Linked DNA regions of Rattus norvegicus: region 2 is linked to region 1. The links are chromatin contacts, called in public Hi-C maps. All regions are on one chromosome and are shown on one strand. Each heading gives the region's core, a stretch centred on a gene start, on an enhancer-like site or on the middle of the called end of the contact. The rest is flanking DNA. Distances are from core to core; before and after follow the strand shown.

Region 1 (7,182 bases), core at 2,924-5,423:
CTGGCCTCAAACTTGACACGTAGCCAAGGCTGGCCTTGAACTCCTGACCTACCTCTCAAGTGCTGAGGTTATAGGTGTACACGACCACACCAGCCTCCAAACTATTCTGCATGGTATTATGATGGTGGGCACTTGCCACCAAGCCTGATGACCTGAGTCCCTGGGACCCATGTGGAGGAAGGAGAGACAGGCTCCTGGAAGTTCTCTTCTGATCCCTCTGATCTCCACACTGGAGCTGTGGCACACACACACACACACACACACACACACACACACACACACTAAATAAATCCAACATAAACTGTGGACATTAGCCCTAGGTTGTATGTTGGAGGCTCACTAGTAGTCATTAATGAACGCCCTATTTGGTGGAGAATGTGGGTAAGGGAGAAGCTGTGCTTGCTGGGCCAGGGGCACATGGGAATTCTCTGTGTTATCTACTCAATTTTATTATAAACCTCAAACTGCTGTTTAAAGATGAAGTCTGTCCCCTACACCCAAGGCTCAGGGAACACTGTGGAAGAGGAGGGTGAAAGACTGCTGGGGTCCAAGGATCGGGGGTTTCTGGGAGTCTATGCCTCTTGCAAGTGGGGCTCAGAGGAGCTCCACCCATGAAGTCTCACCAACATGGTTGCCTAAGCATGATTTGAACAAGAAGGACACTGATGGACATGCTATGGAAGTCAGGGAGCTCACAAGGCTTCAACCTAAACAAAGAACTACAGGCAACCAAAAGAATGCTGAAAATTGGAGAAATAGTCTTCCCCAGGGACGAGTGCACCAATTGGCGATCCAATACCAAATAGTCAGCCCTGAAAATAGACATTGTACAGTAACAGTATACAGCCGAGCACCTTGTATTTATAGATTTAAGAAACACCCCCACACACACATGCACTAACGCACATAGACCACCACTACCACTACCACTACCACCACCATGAACAAGAACAAACTAAGGGAAAAGAGACCATCAATTTGAAAGAGAATAAGAGGATAAATGGGCAGGACTGAAGGGAGGAACAGGAAGGGGGAAATGATGTAATTATATTATCTCAAAAAGTAAAAGTTATAATTATAAAAAATAAATAAAAATCAGGTTGCTTGCATATTTTTGATAATTAAAGTCAACAATAACATTATTATTATTATTATTATTATTATTATTATTATTATTATTATTCACCTTGGATAGTTGTCTGGTGTCCAGGTCATTAAAAGCATATATACTACCACCTTAGAATTATGCCCTAGAATTCCATCCACGACAGCAGACATGGAACTGGCCCAGATTCTGCTTGTGTTTCTATGAGTTTTAGTTTAGCGTGGACACTGAGACACAGCACGCGCTCCGTAGCCATGCTCTCTACCCAAAGCCACTTCTTGTTTCGTTGTAACCTGCAAAGCCAATGTCACATAGACATAGACAATGTCACAATCCATCAGACCCTGCCACCACCGCCGGCCTCATGTTTTGAATGATACAGTTCACATCTTTTGCTCTTGTAATGTTTCCATCTAGGTTTTATTTAATTTCTGCTGCCAAACGCCAAGACCTGCTTTTTAGACTGAACTAATTTTCTTACAAAGCGGTGGCCCATAGGACCATGGTTCAGTCACTGAACTCAGATGACCCGCCTCCAGTACAGCTGAGCTCTGATTGGCTGAATTTGAGGGCGATCCTCAGACTGTCGATAACGCCCGATTATGAGCAGGCAAAACACTGCCAGCTGCTTGGTAGTGATCAGACTGCTCCTGCTTTCTGTTTTACGCAGACCCTGATTATGTTTGGGTAGATGTCTGCAGTGTTTGTTTCAATGGCTTCCAGAGTCGGAATATTCCAAAATCAAGTGTCTTTTTAGCCACCATCTGAAGCACCTGTTTCCACTCTGTGTAAATTGTGTTTCTGCAGACAAAGGAGAAAGCTGCGTGTGAATGGTCTCACGCTAAGGCCAGATGTGAGCGAGCCAGCTCGCACCTGGAGCAGACTAGTCCATTGTCTGAACCCCACGGGAGGCTCCAGTGAGTTTGCTATCCAGAGCACACTTTACCTTTGCGGCCTCAGGTCACGCTGCGTGTTCCCACATCATGTCCAGCATGCAGAGGAGGCAGAGGAAATTGAGGGGTTCCCTGGAGAGCTTCCTTCTTTCTTCCCCCCAGCTTCCCTCATCTCCAGCCTCGTCTTCCCTCTCCTTGTCTTCTTGGCAGATGTGTGACAGGCTGAGCTTGCTAACAGTCCTCTCTCTCTCTCTCTCTCTCTCTCTCTCTCTCTCTCTCTCTCTCTCTCTCTCTCTCTCTCCTGCCAAGCCTGACCACCTGAGAGTAATCACTGGGACCCACAGGGTTGTAGGAGAGAACTAACTCCTAGGCCTCCCCACTTCCCCACCCCACAATCCTAGTGACCAGTCTAGTTCCTGTTTGACCTGCTCTGTTCTCTCTCTCTCTCTCTCTCTCTCTCTCTCTCTCTCTCTCTCTCTCTCTCTCTCTCTCTCTCTCTCGTCTGCTGCAGAATTGCATATGAGCTTTAATCAGTAGCCTAAACCAAAAATTCTTAAACCAAAAATGAAAGTGTTGAAGGCAAACTGGCCTCCAAGGGTCCAAGAAAAAAAAAAGCCTTGGGCCGCTTCTCCTCCTCTGCTGACCTTTGGGATGGTTTCAGGTATACACGTTCTGCTGGGAATTCTTAGTGGGTGCCCCAGGATGTGAGGTTATTTTGATTTGTTTGTTTTTATTTGCTTGGTTTCAGGAACCCAAAGGCATGGTTACTCCAGAATAACAGGAAGGTAAAACTGTAACGGAATATCCCCACTGTCTGTATCTCACTGAGGGGTTTGTTTGGAGTCATAATGGGTCACTATGTTATCGTGCTTGAATAAAAGCAGTAACCGATCAAGCACTTCTGTGCCACAAGTATTCAGTCCTTAAAACAATACAGAGTAGATGTAACTACGAAGTTAAGGCTTGCCCCATGCCCTATAGCCATCGAGGAGAAGTCTAGAAAAACATTTTGCTTATTGAATCTAATATTGTCTTGTTGGTTGCATTTTGTTTCTTTTTAAAAAGATTTATTGATTTTTAATTTTGTGTATATCTTCATATTTTATGTGCACTTACATGTATGTGGATGGCCAAGGAGATCAGAAGTGCTTCTTTGGATCCTCTGGAGTTATAAGCACTATGGAGGTGCTGGGAAAGGACTCAGGGTCACTGTAAGAGCAACAGGCTCTCTTGATGACTGAGCCATCTCCAGTCTCGCTGTGTAGCCTCGGGCTGGTCTTGACCTTGCGATCCTTCTGCCTCCTGCGTGCTATTACAAGTATGTGCCATCATGCCCAGCTGTGGTTCTCATTTGTCTGGAAACACTATAACTGTCAGAAAAAATGGGTCAGCTCAGAAAGCGTTACATTTTTCATTTAAAACAGTAATCACCAAGGTTGAAATGAACTCCTAGCTGAATATGTGTACATTCTGGTTAGTCGAATAACTTCTCGGAAGCCACTGTGAAAGTCAGCCATTAGACCTGGATTCCTGTCTGCTTCTCCTCTCACTCTGGGGAGCAGAGGGGAAGATTGCTTTGGGGTGGGGGACGTGGGGGGAAAGAGGGGCGGGTGTGGGAAGAGTATGCCGATGTTATAAAGATGCCCCAGCAGGTGGCAGTGTTTCCCACAGCAGCAGCCGCACAGCCCACGGAGTTCACTGCCCAGATGCTTAAGAGACAAGAAGACAAATTTGTGGGAGAAGATCATAGCACCTGCTTGCATTTTTTGTGTGTGCTGGGAATTGAACCCTTGGCCTTGTAGCTACTAAGTAAGTGCTCTACCACTGAGGTACACCCCTAGGCCTCATTTTAAAATTTTGTCCATTACATATAATTTTATTTTTATAATTAGCTAATTAATTAGAGACAGGGATGTGTGCTCATCATAGCTAAACCCAGGTTTGGACTGAACTTCCTTGTTTGTTCCCAGCCTGCAGAACTTAGCAGTTTGCTTTGTACTGCCAATGGCTCCTGGTTCCCACTACAAGTTTGGCACTTATCTGCATCTCTGACAAGGACGCACTAGGAGGTGCTGAAGTTCAGAGTTGGGTAAGGAATGACAAGCGTTAACATGCTGCTGTTCTGATGAGAACAGAGAGCAAGCTCGCCCTGACTGCAGCGAGGCCTCAGGCCTGGCAGAAAGGCCCAGCCCATTGGTTGGGCTGCCACAGAACGGGCATGACACTTTGGAATACATTGGACTGGTGTGTTTTCTTTCCATTTAAACCAAGGTGCACTGCAGGTTTCTGTGCTTCAGGGTAAGGGACAAGCCATTGAGAAAAACTAGGTCACTGCTCTATTTCAGCTTACAGATTCCTCTATAAAAAATTCCTTGTCTGTAAGTAGTAGTGGGAAGAGGTCATCAAAGTGGGGTGCATTCAGCATAACACAGAAGGGTCGCGCGGGAGGAAACTAATACAAGTTCTATATTTTCTTCTCATCCTTTAAGATGTCTATTTGTGGGGATATATTTTATGTGACATACACTGTTGGTATAATAAGTATATATCGCTTTGAACTACACATTAATATATACATGTACCATCACCATACATACATACATATATATGATACATACATAGATATTACATGTCTACAGTTGACAGTCTATGTATCCACACATCCTCAAAAATGTTCAGGACAAAGAGCATTCATACAGACCAAATGACCAGGGGGACCAGTGACACAGAACAACGTAGCCGGGTGAGCGCACTCACTTGACTGAGCGCTCGGCAGAATCAGGAGGTGTTTAGAGGGAAGACCCCCTAACTGCCCACAGGCTGGGTTTTTCACCTCCTGAGGACCCGGCTCATCCCTTTCTCTCCAGATCCACAGGGCCAGACACCATCTGTCATGACTTGAATTGTGCCCCTTACCCTATTTTCATATGTTGATTTTCTAACTCCTGGGACCGTAGACTGTTGATCTTACTTGGAAATAGGGGTGTTACAGATATCACTAATTAAGATGAGGCCATACGAATGTGAGCCTCTCTTCGGTGTGATCTGTGTACTTACAAAAGGGTTGGGGGTGGGTCTGTTGGTACAGTAGCATGCAGGAAGCCCTGGGGTTGATCCTCAGCACGAAAGAAACTAGCTGTGGTAGCACTCTATAATGTCTGCAGTCGGGATGGGGAGGAAAGATCAGGAGTTCAAGACCGTCCTCAGCCAAAGAGCAAGTTCAAGGTCAGGCAGCATTCCTCAGGGGGGGAGACAAGGCAGATGGACAGAACAGTCTGAAGAGACGGTGCAGACAGACAGACAGACGGCCATCTACAAGCCAAGGAGAGCAGTCTGGAACCCATCCTTCCGGTCCTACTGACAACTTGAACTCAGCTTTCTAGCCTTTAGAACCATGAAGAAATATATTTGTATTGTTTAAAGCGGCTCACTTAGTTGTGCTTTGCTATAGTAACATTAGCAACCCAAAATACCATTTGCTAAGAAAGTCATATGGAGGGGAGAAATCCGAAAACTGGGACTCAGGTTTAAAGATATTTAAATTCACTGATGCCTTCTTCAGGTTTCCGACTAGACTGCAGACCAGCGGCTTCCAAGCCTACAGCACCAGTTTAGAATCACTGAGACATCCAGCCTCATGGACTGCGCAGCCAGGAGGTTCTTAGTCTCTCCCGTGTTAGCCAGCATCTGGTGGGCTATCCAGACGATCTATTAGCCTGCCTCACCTTCTGGGAGGCAGGATCTCACCGTGTAGCTTTCACATACCTGGGACTCTAAGTGTCGACTAGGCTGGCCTCAAACTCAGAGATCTATCTGCTTGTGCCTCCTGAATGCTGGGATTAAAAGTGGAGGCTACCACGCCCAGCAGTAATCTACTTTTAAAGTATATGAATTCTGGGCTGGAGAGGTGGCTCTGTGGTTAGGAGCACTGACTGCTCTTGCAGAGGTCCTGAGTTTAATTCCCATCTCACAACCATGTGTAATGGGATCTGATGCTCTCTTCTGGTGTGTCTAAAGATAGCTACAGTGTACTTATATAAATAGAATAAATTAATCATATATATATATATATATATATATAAATTCCATCAGTTCTATTTCTCTAGAGAACCTTGACTAGTGCACCCTATCTAAAAAACACTCAAACAACAACAAACTCCACCCATAACTCCCTAAAATCAATACTGAAATTTCTTAGAGGCTTGGGTTGCCTGGGCGGCCCTCTTGTGGCCAGAGCCTGCCTTTAGCCTTTCCAGGCCAATCACCGCCTTATGATCTGCCTTACCACCACATTTCGTTCTAGCAGGTCTTCAGTTGAGAGCCACTTGCTGAACACAACCAGTGTTAAAAATGAAACTCCAGGGGTTGGGGATTTGGCTCAGTGGCAGAGCGCTTGCCTAGGAAGCGCAAGGCCCTGGGTTTGGTCCCCAGCTCCGAAAAAAAGAACAAAAAAAAAAAAAAAAAAAAAAGAAACTCCAGAGTCTGGGGGTGGCTCCGAGGTAGAGCACACGCTTGGCATGCCTGAGGCCTTGGGTTCAAACTCAAGTGCCAAGAAATACAAGACAGACACACAGACAACACTTTTGTCTCTCTCTTTTTTTTTTACTTTTGAAAGAGGGAGGGAAAGAGAGCAGGACAGACAGGCAGGCAGACAGGCTAACTTCTATATCCTTGACTAGCCTCAAACTTGTTATTTTCCTCCAATTTATGATTCCCCTGCTTCTGCCTCCCAAATGCTGGGTCACAAGCATGTGCCACTGTGCCTAGTTTTCGAGCAACTAATTTTTAAAGTAATAAGTGACAAAATATTCATTGCTTCTTAGTGTATAGTTTACTCTTACCTATGCTCCAAGGGTACTTGAATCTACAGCACCCGTCTGTGGAAACACTGGGAGCTGAGCTATCTCTATGCTCCTCCCTTCTTGACTCTAGGCTCAGTGAAGTCAGGTTGGTTCCTTGAAATCATTTACAACAAAAATGCTTAACCCAGGGAAGTTGTCAAACATGGTAGATCTACCTCAAGGAGAGCCCATTGTGAGTCATTTCCCAGCATACCATTCAGCAGATTTTTTTTTTCCGGAGCTGAGGACTGAACCCAGGGCCTTGTGCTTGCTAGGCAAGCGCTCTACCACTGAGCTAAATCCCCAACCCATTCAGTAGATCTTAACATGGGCAGTTAGACTC
Region 2 (7,182 bases), core at 3,310-5,809, 130 kb before region 1:
CTTTGCTGCCCTGGAGAAGCCCACCACGGTAAGCTGAGGCCGTCTGGGGGACAGGAGGGCCGCAGCTATTGGAATGGTGTGGTGCTAACTCTCACGTCATGTTCTCAGGCTGGTAAGAGGGTGGACGGGTACAGGAGACACTAAAGACAGATGATGTGACTCAAACATTTGGTGTATTACGGTACAGGGCCAAGCTTAGGTCATCTGAGAGTTAGCTCCTCTATGTGGCTCTGACTCCTGACCTTTTCCTCCCCAGCTTGAGCTTAAGGAACGCCAGACTCCAGACAGACCCACAGAGGAACCTGGGTGAGTGTCAGCCCTGCGTCCCATGTACAAGGAGCCAAGCATGTTGTAAAGGGTGATTGGGGAGGAGGGAAAGGAAGCCGCTAATCAACACCTGTCGTGTGAACAAAAGAACCTTTGGCCTCTCCTGGGTGCCCTGTCAGCACAACCCAGAATGTACAGAGCTCTGTTGCAGCAGACACAGAAGCCTGAAGCCCAATACAGGAAGGAAGGGTTAGCTAACAGTGCCTGTTGCTAAGTCAACCTTTCCCTTCGGAACTCCCAGACGCTGCCCTTAGACTGCCTCATATGGAATTCATCCATTTCTGACGTGTCTGAGCATCTCTGGGATGGAGAGCCAACGATTATGTCCTGTGCATGTTCTGTGCTCCCAGTGGGTGGAAAGCCAGGAAGAGCCAGGCCTTGCAGAGAGGCACCTGTCACTAAAGAGAGATTGTGTCTCCTTTAGGCCTCAAGAGGAGGAAGGCGAGACAGCTGGCGAGGCTCCCCAGGTCCACCATGCGGCCACGGAGAGAACATCCCCGGTCAGTTTTATGTCCCGCTTGTCTAGCTCCTGGGAGTCACTGCTGCCAGAGCCTGCTCACCCCTTCTAGGATCAGCCAGGGCAGAAGGAAGGCGAGGACAGAAGAGGGCAGGGCATGCTTCCTGGTCCCTACCCTCATCCTGCCCACAGGCCACTCTAGGAGCCTCCTTCAGATTCATCTACTTTTCTACTTAGATTTTAATTCTTAAATAATTCCGCTCCTTCCAACCCAGAAGCCAGCCCACCAACATGATTCTGCAAGTTTGGTTTTCTCTAGTTTAATAAATTTTATGGGATAGATACATCACCATCAGCACAGGGGAAACACTTTACTCAGAGTTGGTTCCATTGGGTACACGGTCTCTCTTCCCACTACCCTCACACCTCGTCCTTAGCACAGTGCCCTCTCCTTATACATGCTGGCACGTATATTTCCACATGCACCTGAACCGACAGACTGCCTCATGCTGCCCAAGCCACCCACAGACACCTCATGCAGCAAAGTGTAGATTTCCACCGTCCCTTTATGGCTGTTGTTCATAGAGTTTGACTATAGAGATGGTTCTAAGGCAAGATTAGACGTGAGGGTGAAGGAGATCCCCCCAAGCTTTTAGTACTGTGAGGAAGCCCCCAGTTTATAGACTAGAACAGCAAACCTTATCTGAGGGGTTTAAAGAAAAAGCCTCTAGAGACCTGGGACGTACAGCCATGGGGCCGTACCTGGAGCAGGGTCCTTTTGGGTCCCGAGAGTCTGTTCAGGGAGCCTGGACAGCTGTGACTCAGATTGGGGACAGCCGGTGAGAAGAACTCGGTCTGCATGTGGTTCGCACCACTGCATGAATCCCTGTGGCGTATGGCTTTGAGTATCAGAAGCAGCAGATAACTTCATGTACTCCCTCTGTCTCAGAGCCCAGGTGAGTGGAGCAACCTGAGTAGGGATTTAGGACTAGCATCCTTGGTGGGAATTTATGCTACATCAGCTACCCCAAGAAAGATGCACACCCCTCCCTGTGCAGAATCCGTGCACACGCACACGCACACACGCGCGCGCACACACACACACACACACACACACACACATATACACGTTTCTTTGGAGCCGTTTTTTTTTTTTTTCTGAGCTGTACCGACCCGTCATGCTCAGCAGAGGGCACTGTTGGGCTCTGCTGGAAGACCTTTCTCAGAAGATCCTGCTGCCGTACCCATCCTGTCTGTGGTAGACTGTCTTCCAGCTCCCTTTCCCCAGCACCAACTCCCCTGAGCCCGTCCCTAACCCCACTCCCACCAGAGGGAGAGAGAACTCCAGGGCCTATGGACTGTGAACAGGGCTGGAGCTGTCCCTGCCTCCTGCCTCCACCTGCGCTTCTGCCCTGCATCCCTGTGTGTCTGCATGCCGTGGTGTCCCCGGTGTGCGGGCTTCATGACCACCTGAGCATCTCGACACCATTGTCTGTCGTGTACGTGTACGTTTGTGCAAATGGAACTACATGCGCCCCTGAGCCACCTCCATCCAACACTTGAATACCAACTGGGTTGGGAGGAATAAAATTTGCTTAAATCCGAGTGTTTCTCTGGGGGAGGAGTGAGCCCCTAGGGGAGATCCTTGCTGAGCAGCCAGCCATTCACCAGATTGGAAAAGCAGCCCCTGTCTGTACCAGAAAGCAACCAGATGGCTAATCAAATGAACACCAGGCCCAGGGCCTCCTGGAGACAACCTTCTTCCTGCTGCAGCTTCTTCCCAAGCCTTAAAGATGCAGGGGGGAGGACGTAACTCCAAATCACCTTTGATGTGAGAAAGAGGATGGAGCCCATGCAGACAGAAAGCCCAACCTCGTTTTGGAGAGGTCCTCCTAAGCTCACTGCAGCCCCCTTTGACTGCCCTTGACAGCCTCTTCCCATCTCAGGAAGGTTCAGTTGTCTGCTGCGCCTTCTCATGGATTGGCCGGGGTGCTGTGGCTCTCCTGTCTGTGCAGTCTGGTGTCGGGTCCTGTAGTATATACACATGCCACATCGCTTCTTGTAAAAGCTCTTACTAATGCATGTCGCTTCCTGCTGGAGTTACGAATGGGAGTGGACCAAGCACCCTTACCCTGCCTGCATAGTGCATCCCACAGGCAGCACCCTGTGGGCCTTGATCCAACCTTCCCCTTCCCGTGTGTGCACATGCAATGACTGAGCTGCCAAACCATCACTGTGCACTGCCACTACTGCCCCTGCCTCTGCATGTTAGAGGGCATTCCGGTAAAAATCAGTCACTTCCCACAGGTAAGTGTGAGGCCAAGCCAGAGAGACAAGGCATCACAAGAAGCAACACTCGGAATGAAGTCGGAGTGTTTGGGGTCTGGTCTCTGGTTCTGTTTAACTTGTGTGGCTTTGGAACCTCCCCATCCCATCCCCAAGTCTCTTCTCTTGCCTTATAAAGGTCTTTCCGTAGGGTTACAGAAAGTCCACATTCCCATGTGTCAGTGATGCAGCCTTTCAAGGGAAAAGCTGGGGGAAATGACTTTCCTGTTTTCCTCCCATCTGCTCCTAACTCTGAGACCCCCAGCAAATACTGTGAAGCAGGATGGGGAAGGAGAGGTGACAGCCTAGGGCATTTGGCCATGTCCCTGTTTGAGGGAAGAGCTGAGGTTCAAACCTGCATAGTGCCAGCAGTGGAGCCCTGAGGGGTCCTGATTGTTTCTTTGTGCCTTCAGCCAGAGTGTAACTCAAGAGGACGTTCTGACAAGGGGCCGGCACCCTCTCTGCCGTATGTGCCTTCCCTTCCCCTGGGAAAGGGTCTCTGGGCTCCCCTAAGTGTTCTTCATCGCCCAGGCCTTGCTGACTCAGACTCTCCAGTGTCTTATTTGAGGGAAGGTGTTTTCTCCTAGGAGGGAGGAGCGTGAGCTCTCATGGTGTTAAAGAGTGCGAGTTCCCTCCAAGCTCAAGACCTCTTCCTACACACCGCTGTTTCAGGGTCCCTGCAGGGGTGCTGGGATTACAGGAGTGACACCCCTTTATGACATGGATGCTGGCTGGGGGTTGGAGGGCACTGTAACAAGAAACAATCTCAGTTTGGAACCAACATACCCTTCCTGACTCCAGGTCCCCAGGCTAGACCTGGTGTGCAGTGTAGGGGGACCCTGGGAACAAGGCCACTCCAAACAGTATCCAAGTGGGTGTTCTTCATGGTCAACCTTGAGCAGGAACAGTCTTACTCAGGATGGTTCACAGACACTGCATTTTAAGTGTGACCTTCCATGAATGGCCACACAGCCGACTTCCCTTGAGACAGGCTGAGCGTCAGAGTAGGGCTGTGGGGTGATCTGAATCTTGCTGGTCTTCCTTCCTGTCTCAGAGGCTTTGGGAGAACAGCCAGCACTTGTGAGTGAGGGGCAATACCCCAGGGACTGTGCAGGCACTGGGATCGGGGTCTATGGCCACCTTTGTGGCAAGGCCTTGCTAGCTCCAGCCAGTTGCCCCCAGCAGCCCAGAGCTTTACTCAGCAGCCAGCAGCTGGCAGTAGGGCTCTGACGTTGGCGGATGCTGTGGGTGGGGGGCAGCAGCTGTGTTTCTTCTTGCCTGAAGAGCCTTCCCAGTCCTTGCCCCTCCCCACCCATGAAGAGCAGCTTTTTCAGACATTTTGCCTCAAATGCAAATCCTTTGTTCCAAATGGGCAGTCTCAGCCCAGAACAGACGTCAGCTTTGCCCCAAACTTGGGCGTGTTTCTGTCTCCCCAGGATGCCTGAGTCAGCGTGGCAAGGGTGTGTCCGCCTGCAGTCTGGCACTGCGCCCTGGCTCCCTGGAGAAACCTGCTCTCTTTCTGGACATTACCCACAGCAGGGTGTGCCCAGCTCTCTCTTCCCTATGCCAGATGCTAATGTCTGGTCCTTCTGCTGTAAAATCTCCCCCAAGTTCCTTGTTTCAAGCTGTATGTCCTCCTGTTCCCCGATACTGATGGACTCAGCATGAGACTCAGCTCGCTAACATTTGGAAGGACCTCAGAAGTGGATGGGGAACCGGTGGCCAAGATCCAGGTCACCAAGAAACCCAGCCGCCACCAGCTCCTCTAAAGTCAGCACACAGGTCATGCACATTGAAAACCACTCTGAAGACACCTCCCTCGCTCTCCTCTGGGGACAGTGGACCAGATCTCCCGTGTCCAAGAGAAACCTACAAACTGATTCCCCACTTCCTTTTGCTTTGTTCTGGGGCCTGTACCATCCTCCCTCCATCTCACCCAAGTGCCCCAGTAGACATATCAGATGACAGCTGGCCATTGGGGTGTAGAATTGAGCCTCTTTACTTCCAAACCCCACTTCTGGGAGCCCCTCACCATCTCTTGGCCTGCCATCTGCAGGGCTGCTTGCCATCTGCCACAGTTTGCCTTTCCTTCCCCACCCCCACACTTCTGGTTCAGCACAGCCTCTCCTTTCTCCTTTGGGGTCTCTGTCTACCCCAAGTCTTCATGTGTCCCTATCTTTGGCTGCTTTTCAACTCGGCAAACCGAGTCTTTTTCTTCTCTTGAGAACAGCTGTCTTCAAGCAGCCTTTACAAACTGTCTAGACATCCCTTCTTTCTCAGAGCCCAGGAGCCAAGACATCAGACACTGGGGAGAATAAACATCCTGAACTGGCTCTGCTCACCCGGCTCTCACCTGGTACTGTTCGGTTGCCTAAGGCATCTAGCACTGTGTCTTTTGTGGTGCAAACCCCATTTCCAGCTCCTTCCAGTGTAGCTTGGATGTGATTGCACCACCTTAACGAGTTGGCCACATGCCTTATGTAAGCTGGCACATCTTTAGACTGAGAACCTCATCGGGTGATATTTTCTTCAGGAGCCATGGTACTTCTATACACACACAAACACACCTAGACTGAATAGAAAGAGCATTGTGTTTGGAGCTAGGCAGACCTATTTCCCACCTTTGTTAGATATGTGACTGTGGGCAGGTTTCTTGTTCCCCCTAGTCTGTACAACAGGCTGAAAGGCTTGCAAGACAGAATGTGTGTAGAGAACTTGGCACTTAGCACATGGTCATTTAGATACCGTCATCCTCACCCGGACCCTTCATCTTTTAGAAGAACCTTCCCCCATGTAGACCCTAACATTACCAAGGTTGTAGACACTGACCAGCCTGGAGACCTCCATCCTTGACACTCCCTCTATGTCTGTTCTAGGCTAGTGTTCCAGAACTTATGTCACTGCTAATGTGGAGCAGTCTATTCTGAGGTCCACCCATGCCCCCTGGCTCTCACCAACATTAACAGTAGAGAAAACTCTGTCAGCAGGGTCCTTTTGCTTACGGGTACATCTTAATTCACTGAGCATCACTGTGGTCCTGAGTCAGGATATTTTGGCCTGTGGAATTAATGGTCTGTCTGCAGTCCCCCACACCACCTGCTGGCGGATCCTGGAAATGCATTTTTTCTTTTTCTTTTTCTTTTCTTTTTTTTTTTTTATAAATTTATTTTTTAAGATTTTATTTTATTGTATGAGTACACTGTAGCTGCCTTCAGACACACCAGAAGAGGGCATCAGATCTCATTACAGATGGTTGTGAGCCACCATGTGGTTGCTGGGATTTGAACTCAGGACCTCAGAAAGAGCAGTCAATGCTCTTAACCACTGAGCCACCTCTCCAGCCCCCCCCCCTTTTTTATATTTTTTATTTGCATTTCAAATGTCATCCCCTTTCCTGGTTTTCCATCAATAAACCCCCTATCCCATCTCCCCTCCCTCTTCTTCTATGAGGGTGTTCACCCACCCCTTCCCGCCTCCCTACCCTGACATTTCCCTACACGGGGTGGGGGTGGGGTGTCCAACCTTGGCAGGACCAAGGGCTTCTCCTCCCATTGGTGCCCAACAAGGCCATCCTCTGCTACATATGCAGCTGGAGGCCTGGGTCAGTCCATGTGTACTCTTTGGTAGTTTAGTCCCTGGGAGCTCTGGTTGGTGGCTATTGTTCTTATGGGGTTGCAAACCCCTTCAGCTCCTACAATCCTTTCTCTAACTCCTCCAATGGGGACCCCGTTCTCAGTTCAATGGTTGGCTATGAGCATTTGCCTCTGTGTTTGTCATGCTCTGGCAGAGCTTCTCAGGAGACAGCTATATCAGGCTCCTGTCGGCTTGCACTTCTTGGCATCAGCGATATTGTCTGGGTTTGGTGACTATATGTATATGGGCTGGATCCCCAGGTGGGGTAAGCTGGAAATGCATCTTTAAGTTGGTCCCCAGAAGAAACATAACCTGTTCTGTCCACTTTCCCACCTCTCAGTATCTGTGAGGAAGGTTCCCACTTTCTTGTTCACTTCCCCCACAAACCCAGTTTCCTGGCCCCAGTGCTTATGTGACTTACTAGACTTTGCAAGGCTCTG

What was found. Hi-C and Micro-C count contacts between places; a contact is called where the count stands out from the background.
Region 2: a Hi-C map of Schwann cells shows a contact between it and region 1, with 5 times the contacts expected there. The contact joins two enhancer-like sites. A contact is called at or near these places in 4 of 12 Hi-C or Micro-C datasets (the A7r5 cell line, Schwann cells, frontal cortex and 1 more).

What each region holds. Positions count from the first base shown.
Region 1 is chr6:100,925,457-100,932,638 of GRCr8, reverse strand. LOC102556012 (a long non-coding RNA gene) reads right to left here. Exons shown (of 4, transcript XR_010052712.1): 3 at 3,115-3,368. Among named protein-coding and RNA genes, the nearest start is that of Rps17l1, 41 kb to the left of the region's middle. Within about 2 kb of position 4,173, at least 1 of the 93 cell types and tissues checked has an H3K27ac peak or open chromatin away from gene starts, as enhancers often do. A contact at or near this core is called in Schwann cells, where this site is marked.
Region 2 is chr6:101,055,403-101,062,584 of GRCr8, reverse strand. Sptb (spectrin, beta, erythrocytic) reads left to right here. Exons shown (of 32, transcript NM_212522.1): 30 at 1-28; 31 at 257-306; 32 at 752-1,130. The coding sequence ends at 896. Among named protein-coding and RNA genes, the nearest start is that of Plekhg3, 60 kb to the right of the region's middle. Within about 2 kb of position 4,559, at least 31 of the 93 cell types and tissues checked have an H3K27ac peak or open chromatin away from gene starts, as enhancers often do. A contact at or near this core is called in Schwann cells, where this site is marked.